Linked DNA regions of Mus musculus: region 1 is linked to region 2. A link is a contact called in public HiChIP or PLAC-seq data. All regions are on one chromosome and are shown on one strand. Each heading gives the region's core, a stretch centred on a gene start, on an enhancer-like site or on the middle of the called end of the contact. The rest is flanking DNA. Distances are from core to core; before and after follow the strand shown.

Region 1 (3,625 bases), core at 379-2,878, 100 kb after region 2:
TTCCTTGCCCAGTATGGCCTTCCTCTGTGCCAGTGGCCCTAATGTCTCTCTCCCTCTGTCTTGACTTGCTTACAGCAGGGCACACAGGTTCATTGTTGGCAGAGGGCACACAAGAGCAGAGCCATGAGAAAGCAGGTGACACTGGGATGACGTGCATGGCCCCAGACATGAGGCCTCCTTGTTCCTCATGATCCTAATGAACTTGCTGACTTGAACTTGAGCTCTGGACACACTGCGTCCCTTTGGTCTTTCCTGGCACGAACACAGTGCTCACTGCTATATAGAGGGCACCTTATAAATGTTGGGCAAACATTGCCCCGGAGAGAGGGACTCCGGGAGACCTGGATAGGAGGAAATCTCCTGAAGACTTTGACCTGTAGGATGAGATCATGGGCTTTAGAAGCAAACATCTTTTATAGATCTGATAAATGCAGCACGACCTGGCTATTAGGTACCGTCAGGTGTCATACTCTGCCTTGAATTCTCCACTGGAGGAGGAAGCAAAAATTAAATGTATTTCAGGTCAGTGACCTGCCCAAGGTCTCAGCCAGATAGGGTGTCGGTCATGGGGCAGTTATGGAGTCTGCTGGCCCCTCTGCCTGCCACATAGAGGTCTCTCAAAACGTTTCCATCCTGTGGGCATAGCTGGAGCCAGCCTGACTCACTCATCCCCTACTGCCCCAATGGGGGTGCCATATCTGGGCTCTGACCTGGTACCAGTGACAAACAATCCTGCTTTCAGACTGTCATGTTCTGTGGAGCTGCTCTAAGGGCAGCTCCGTGAGCTGGTGTGCTTGCAACGACAATTAGGAGCATCGTCTCAACACATGAGAAGGTGCCGCCGTCCTTTCTGGGATATGTCCCTTGCACATGAAAATGGCCTTCAAGTACTTCTAGATCAAGTCAGTTGTGAACACAGGGGCAGTCCTACAGGGCTGGAGCATTCCAGTAGAAGGGACACAGACTTCTCTCACCTAGGGAGAACCTAAAGAGTTGTCATCTTTGGAAGGCATAAAATCAGATGATTCTACCACCCCACTCTTATAACTCAGTTTCAACGATCTTAGTGACCTCAGCTATGTATCCTTAGACACGTTGGTCAAGACCTGACTGGCCATGTCCTTCTCTGCCATGTGCAACCTCATGAGTGTCCTTCCTAGAAGGTGGGTCCCCAGGCTGAAGGCAGTGCCCAGAGATATAGACAGCCCAGCCTTACCCTGGTACTACGACTACATGAAAGTGGTCAATGGTAGTGCGCTGGTGGCCGTCTGGCTCCCAGAATTTCTCAGTTGCCAAGTGGAATCCCCGCCCCCTTAGTGGCTGAATCGAAAGTGTGATGAATACTTGCAAAGCCTTCTGCTTTGGGGGAAACACGCTGTAGCCAGACTCTAATGTTATGAGCCAGTGAGGAAATCAGGGGCTTGGGAAAGTGCCACGAGCAACCGGGCCTGTTAGCCAGCTGCTTGCCTAGCAACTCCAACTTCTATGTATTGGAGTCATCTTGAACTTGGGAGTAGGAGGTCCTGCGGGGGCGGGAAGGCGGGTCATCAGTCTGTCTCTCAGCAGAGTGAAGAAGCCTGCCCTGCAGGCAGCCCACTGCTTTCCTCTCCTCCCCGGAGATGAATCAGCTGCTGGGAAGCACTTAGGCCTTGGGAAACAAGGAGATAGCCCTGACCGGTGAGCAGCCGCTGAATGGAGGTACTGTTCTTGCCGGAACAGTTTCTGAAGCTCCTCCAACATTTTCATCCAAAGAGCTCAAACTCTCCAGTCTCCAGTGCTTGCCCATATAATGGCTGTCCCTGAAAGTACTGAGACAGTCCCGGTCGGTCGGTCGGTCGGTCAGCAGCTTTCTCAGACCAGCAGGGAGCCATTCACTGGAGGGGATGGATGGCTTTGGGAAGGGAGGAGCAGCTTTGGGAAGAGGTGAGTCTGTGCTTCTGTCCAGGGTTGAGGGCTAGCCAGAGCCCTCTCCTTCAGTGCTGAACGATGGTGGAGAGCACATGGTGCCTACCCAAGATGCAAAGTCAGCACCCTGAATAGCCGTGCCCACCCTCGTCCTGTAAGCGAGGCCATCACTCGTCATACCTGGGGTCATGCCCAGCCCCAGGGATGCAGTAAGCAGGAAGAAACCCCAGCCACTAGCTCAATTCTCAAAGAATCCAGTGCCACCCTCCCTCACCCCCCAGAGGCTGTGGAATGCTTCAGCACTTGGGAAGCCTGATGATAACATCCCCAAGAGCAGCTTGGCAAGGTTCAGCCTGGGCTGCCTCCTGTGCACGAAGCTCTGATCTTTCTAAAGGCCTGCTGCTGTAAGCTGGAGTGAAATGTCACTTCCTGTCGCCCCTGGAGTTGTCCTCAGGGACACTGCATGACTGAAAGTTCCAGATTCAAAATCGTGGCTAAGTATTGCATGATTTGCCTGGGGAGTGAGACATTGTAGTATCCAACACAGGCTCTAAGAAGAAGCAACTGATCAATGAGTGTCCCCATGTGGAGGGGATGCCCAAGCAGCACACACACCTTGAGACTAAAGCAGAAAGGCCAATTAGCCTTCTGGTCTACCTCAATGACCAGATGAACAGTGAGCCACTAGGAAGTAGCTTAAAGTTCTAAACTAGGAGCTCCTTGGGAAGATTCTGACTCAGTAGGCCTGGGGTGGGAGCAGGAACCATTGACCCCATGATTGCGTTCCCAGAGGCCTCCACACACTGGTACTGCTGGATGCCCAGATCTGGAAGTCTCCAAAGAGAGAGAGCTCATTGTCTGTGTGGAACATCCTGTCTGTCACCAACACTGCCTAGTTGACTAACTACCAGATGGCAGCCCTGGCTACCTTCCCGTCATGCTTGCCACCTTCTTGAGGGTACCCAGGCAGCAAACAGTTGAATCTAGCCCTCTTTCTGGGAAATGTAAAACAGGGAGCAATTTCCTTTCTGTGGGGCCAATGTGTGTCTTACCAAGAACAGGCAAAAGAAAAATCACAGATAAAGAATTTGCCCATGTTTCCTGGGACTGGCCTAGAAGGTATCTACACTTCGGCCTGCCTTTGCATTTGTCCGGAGGGGCTGACTTTGAGTGGAGAAGTTAGATCACTGGTTACTTGTTCCCTCAGGTCACATGCCTTAGCCTCAACTGCTGTTAGGAAATAGGGCGAAAATGCTCTTGATGCCCCTGACACGTGCTCCTGACATGGAATGCTGCACTTTGCTCTAGAAATGCTGCTATAAGTGGAGTTCCTTTTTTGTGACAATATCATAGCCACAGCCCTCTTACAGATGGTGTCATAGTCCATGCAGGTTGCCATAACAAATTCCCACACACCAAGAAAAGTTACCCCAAAATAGGGAATTGATTTCCCATCGTTCTAGAGGCTACAAAGTCCAAGGTCAAAACAGGAGATGCTGCTTCCTGGTTCGTGACGGTGCCTTCTCACTGGGTCCCCTCATGGTGGAAGGCTCTTTTGTAAGTGCACTAACCCTATTCTCAAAAGTTCTACCCTCACACTAAGCATTTCCCAGAGGCCCCAGCTCCTAATACCACCTCCAACTTGGCTTTAGCCTCCATCAGATGGAGTGTGTGGAGGCAGACGGCTGATGCAAGCATTCGGACTGTATATATAGCAGAG
Region 2 (3,965 bases), core at 1,045-3,544:
GAAGAAGTATTTGCAGATACCATTAAATGAAAGATCTGGAAATACCATCAGTCGGATGGTCCAGGTGGATGGTCCAGGTGGATGGTCCAGGTGGATGGTCCAGGTGGATGGTCCAGGTGGATGGTCCAGGTGGATGGTCCAGGTGGATGGTCCCGTGGCCTTTAGTTTGGATTCTGAATGTTCCTAAAAGTCTGTGTGTGGTAGCTCTGGCTGTCCTGAAACTCACTCTGTAGACCAGGCTGGCCCAGAACTCAGAAATCTGCCTGCCTCTACCTCCCAAGTGCTGGGATTAAAGGCGTGCGCCACCACCACCCGGCTAAGTCTGTGTGTTAAAGGCTTCATCTCTGACCTATGGCACTACCTGAAGGTGGTCAAAGCTTAGGAGGGTATGGTGGAAGGGAGTTAGGTCACTGAGTTGTGCCCTTGGGGGGGATGTGGGTGTCCCAGTATTCCTCATGGTGACAGACAGCTAGTTTACAGCTTCTAAATTAAAACAGTTCAGAATCTGCCCCCAATCCCTGCACACACCACACACCCCATACCTCCAGTCTTTGGAGATACAGTATCATCACATATCCTCAGTTGGCCTTGAAGTCTTTGTCCTTCTGAGTCAGCTCCTTGCATGCCCACATTGCAACATCATATTGTATGTTAAAGCTCTTAGGACAGAATGGTGAGAGGACAAGGCCCATAAGAGAAGGCCCCTGAAGAGACAGGTGTTCCTCAACCACAGGTGAGATAGTGTGGCTGAGACAAAGCAGGATTCTTCCCAAGTCCCCAGCAGGACTGCACATGTCTTGACTTAAGCCTTCCAGCCTATACAACTGTGAGCGAGCTAATATTTAAGTACTCAGTTGGAAGGAATTTTTTATAGCAGCCCCTAAGGAGCTAACTGGCTTCTTCACCTTCACATGGGTGTGAAAATATTGAGGAGAGAAGTGTTAGCCAGATCAGCAAGATCAGGAGTGGCTTGTTTTTAATACAGGGGCTGACTGAAGGGACTCTGGCCAGCCATTCCCTCTGCCTTGCTAAAACCCATTAGATGATATTCCTGTAGCTGGCCACCAAGGTCTATTCCCTCATTTGGCCACTTCTACCCCCTGAGGCTGACTACCTAGGTCCGGCTATTGAAATCCCCATCAGATATAAACATTTCATCTCAACCCGGGCTGGGTGGGGCTGCTCCCTTCAACCTGTATAGACTACCATTTGCCCACGAGCCAACCCTGTCTGCTTTGCTCTCTCCAGGGGCAGTCCTTTGTTTCCGACAAATATCCCTTCGCCCTCTCCCTTGTTCCTGTCCCCTTCTCCCTCCTCCTCTGTCTCCTGTCTTTGTTTCTTATTCCCTGACCTCTGTCCCTCTGGGGCAAATAAATCGCAGTTGTGCTGAGAACCCTGTCTTGGGGTGTCGTGAGCCCACTTGCAGGTCCCTACAATAAGCTTTTGGTAAAAGAGGAAGGCTTGAATGGCCGGGCTAGAGCCAGACCTTCAGTAAGGGGAGGGGAGGTGGAGGGGGGAGAGAGGGAGAGAGGGAGAGGGGAGAGAGGGGGAGAGGAAGAGGGAGAGGGAAAGAGGGAGAGGGAGAGGAGGAGGGAGAGAGGGACAGGGAGAGAGGGACAGGGACAGGGAGAGAAGAAAGTCCGAGGTAGGCTGAGTGTGAGACTGGGTTCCATCCCTGGAAACCAAAAATAAGAAAATGAAACAATAAAGTGAGAGAAAATAGAATTTTGAAACAGCAGTTGGGTTGGGTATGACCAGGTAAGCACTGTCCTGAGGTCAGTCTGTCCCTGCTAACACAGGAAGGGAAGGGACCTAGAAAGAAGACCCTGAGGCGTGGCGTTCACTGGAGGACGAGAGGCCTGGGACACTGGAGCCATACTGATGTCTAAGCATGGGGACAATTGCCTGAAAATTCAGGTGGAACGGAGGGACTGAGGGGCTCAGCACAAGGCTGCCCTGTTGCTGGCCTCAGGGGACCCCTCCCACTGACAGCTGATCAAGCTGTCACCTGGCACACCTGCTCCCAGTGCCTGGAGGACTGGGCCAGCGCAGCTGCCTTTACGGCTGCTGACAGAGTACCTCAGGGCAGAGTTGAAGTGCTGGCGCTTGTTTGTCTAGAATAATGTCCAGATTGGATCTCAGGATTTATATTCGTGTATTTTCTACACTATGGGGTCTGCTATATAAATTATGAAACCGCCGTGGGATGGAATGCTGCCCAGACATTACGCCTTATATGGTTGAAGAATGTGGGTGAATCTCCACAAGAGACAGTGTTGGGCTCACTCAGACGTCTATGACAAGGCACCACGGGCTGAAAGGCCTCTGGACAACTGAAACTTAGTTCTCACAATTTGGAGAACCAAAGAAGTCCAAGGTAAAAGTATATCTGGTCTCTGGTGAGAGCTGCTTCCTGGTTTGGACAGTCATACTTCCTCCTGTGTCCTGCTGTGGCATAAGCGAAACACCCCTTGTCTTTGATAGGGTCACCAATCCCTTTGTACGTGGGGGCGGGGAGGGGGTGGGGAGGTACCACTCTACCCACTCAGCTCCCAAGGGTTACTTCAATAGCGCCACCTTGCGGTTGGGTTTCAGTATGGGTTTAGGGTTCCAGGAGCATTTAGGCAACAGCGAGTGAGTCTGGAAGCAGCGGGGCCCAGCTCCAGCTCCCCAGCTCCTGCTGGCCTTGAACGCAGATGCTCCTCAGGCCGCACACTGGCCAGACCAGTCTGCCTGCCACTGCTCCACTGCACGCTGCCACGGTGCCCCAGCTTCTCCCGAGCCTCATATGGCTGGCTGTCTCTCTCACATCCTCCCTAGTGAGGATTTTGGTGACAGGGAGGGGCAGACAAGGTGATGAATTGGACCCTTTTGACGTGTCCTTGGGAATTTGCATTTAGGTTAAATTTAGGGTACAGATGTTATTCTCCAAATTCACTTTCAAGACACTTACACAGGATTTCCATGTCCCCTCTGTCCCCTCTTAGAGAAACCAATGAGTTTGTTGAATGGGTCAGTACCCAGCCCAAGTATATATAAGTCTCCAGAAAATTCTTGCGGGATTCATAGGACACAGTTGTAACTGATTTTTATCCCATGTCTACAGTTCAGCATCTCCCTTACGGCAAGGCCAAGGTTACGGACTCGCAGAAACCCCTCCACAAACATCCCTGCTCTCCCTGCTCTATGGCCCAGGGATCCTCCACAGTCGCTGCTGAGCTCTGCACCATGAAGGAGGTAACCGGTCTCCAGGGCTTCATGAAATGTACGTGCGGGCACAGTGCGCTCATCATTCATGCGTGTCGCCCAAAAGGTGGTGGCCCGCAACTGAAGCCTTTCCGAGACAAGTCCGGCGTGACTGGTTTTCTGTAACCTAGGCTCCTCCCAACGATCATAACTCCATGCTCAGTTGCCACAAGTCATCCACTTTCCCATCCGTTCTAGATCTCGCTAGAAATTTACATCGCACTCAGCGCCCTCTAGTTTATTAAGCGAATTTCCCCCCTCTTTTGAAAATTAAAACAAAGTGCCCCGCCCCAATAAAAAGCTGATCCAGGAAAAGCGTCTAGTATATACAGGAGTCCTTAAAATCAGTAAACATGGCAACAACCCAATAGGAAAAGAAAAAAAACTTGACAAAGACATAATTAATGGATTCAGAAAAGAGGATCCCTGAAAACCCCCTAGTGAGATGTCTCATTTGGAAGCAGTGACATGCAAATTTAAATCACGGTGGTGGTGGTGGGGGGGGGGGGGGTTCTCACTGTGTAGATTAGGAGACACTTGGATTCTAAGCCCTGTGAGGCTGTGGGGGAGAGCAACTTTCACATCCTGCTATACAGGCAGAGCTGCGATCTGGTTGACCCACAGGTTAAAGCTGTAAAGCTGCACTAGGCTGGAAATGGCAAATCCACCCTCAGTGAGCCGTGGGTGTGAGTGCATACCCCTGTGTAAAGACAGGGCAA

What was found. HiChIP or PLAC-seq counts read pairs in DNA pulled down with a chosen protein or histone mark.
Region 1: a CTCF HiChIP or PLAC-seq map of the NIH/3T3 cell line shows a contact between it and region 2, with 13 read pairs. The contact joins two enhancer-like sites. A contact is called at or near these places in 1 of 15 datasets of contacts at CTCF or cohesin (the NIH/3T3 cell line), 4 of 484 Hi-C or Micro-C datasets (colon epithelium, embryonic stem cells, epidermal suprabasal cells and 1 more), 7 of 115 datasets of contacts at active chromatin or transcription factors (embryonic stem cells, fetal liver, large pre-B cells and 2 more) and 1 of 9 other capture datasets (embryonic stem cells).

Annotation. Positions count from the first base shown.
Region 1 is chr3:84,436,818-84,440,442 of GRCm38.p6, forward strand. No RefSeq gene overlaps it. Among named protein-coding and RNA genes, the nearest start is that of Fhdc1, 41 kb to the right of the region's middle. Within about 2 kb of position 1,629, at least 81 of the 459 cell types and tissues checked have an H3K27ac peak or open chromatin away from gene starts, as enhancers often do. A contact at or near this core is called in the NIH/3T3 cell line and trophoblast stem cells, where this site is marked.
Region 2 is chr3:84,331,602-84,335,566 of GRCm38.p6, forward strand. No RefSeq gene overlaps it. Among named protein-coding and RNA genes, the nearest start is that of 4930565D16Rik, 46 kb to the right of the region's middle. Within about 2 kb of position 2,295, at least 59 of the 459 cell types and tissues checked have an H3K27ac peak or open chromatin away from gene starts, as enhancers often do. A contact at or near this core is called in the NIH/3T3 cell line and trophoblast stem cells, where this site is marked.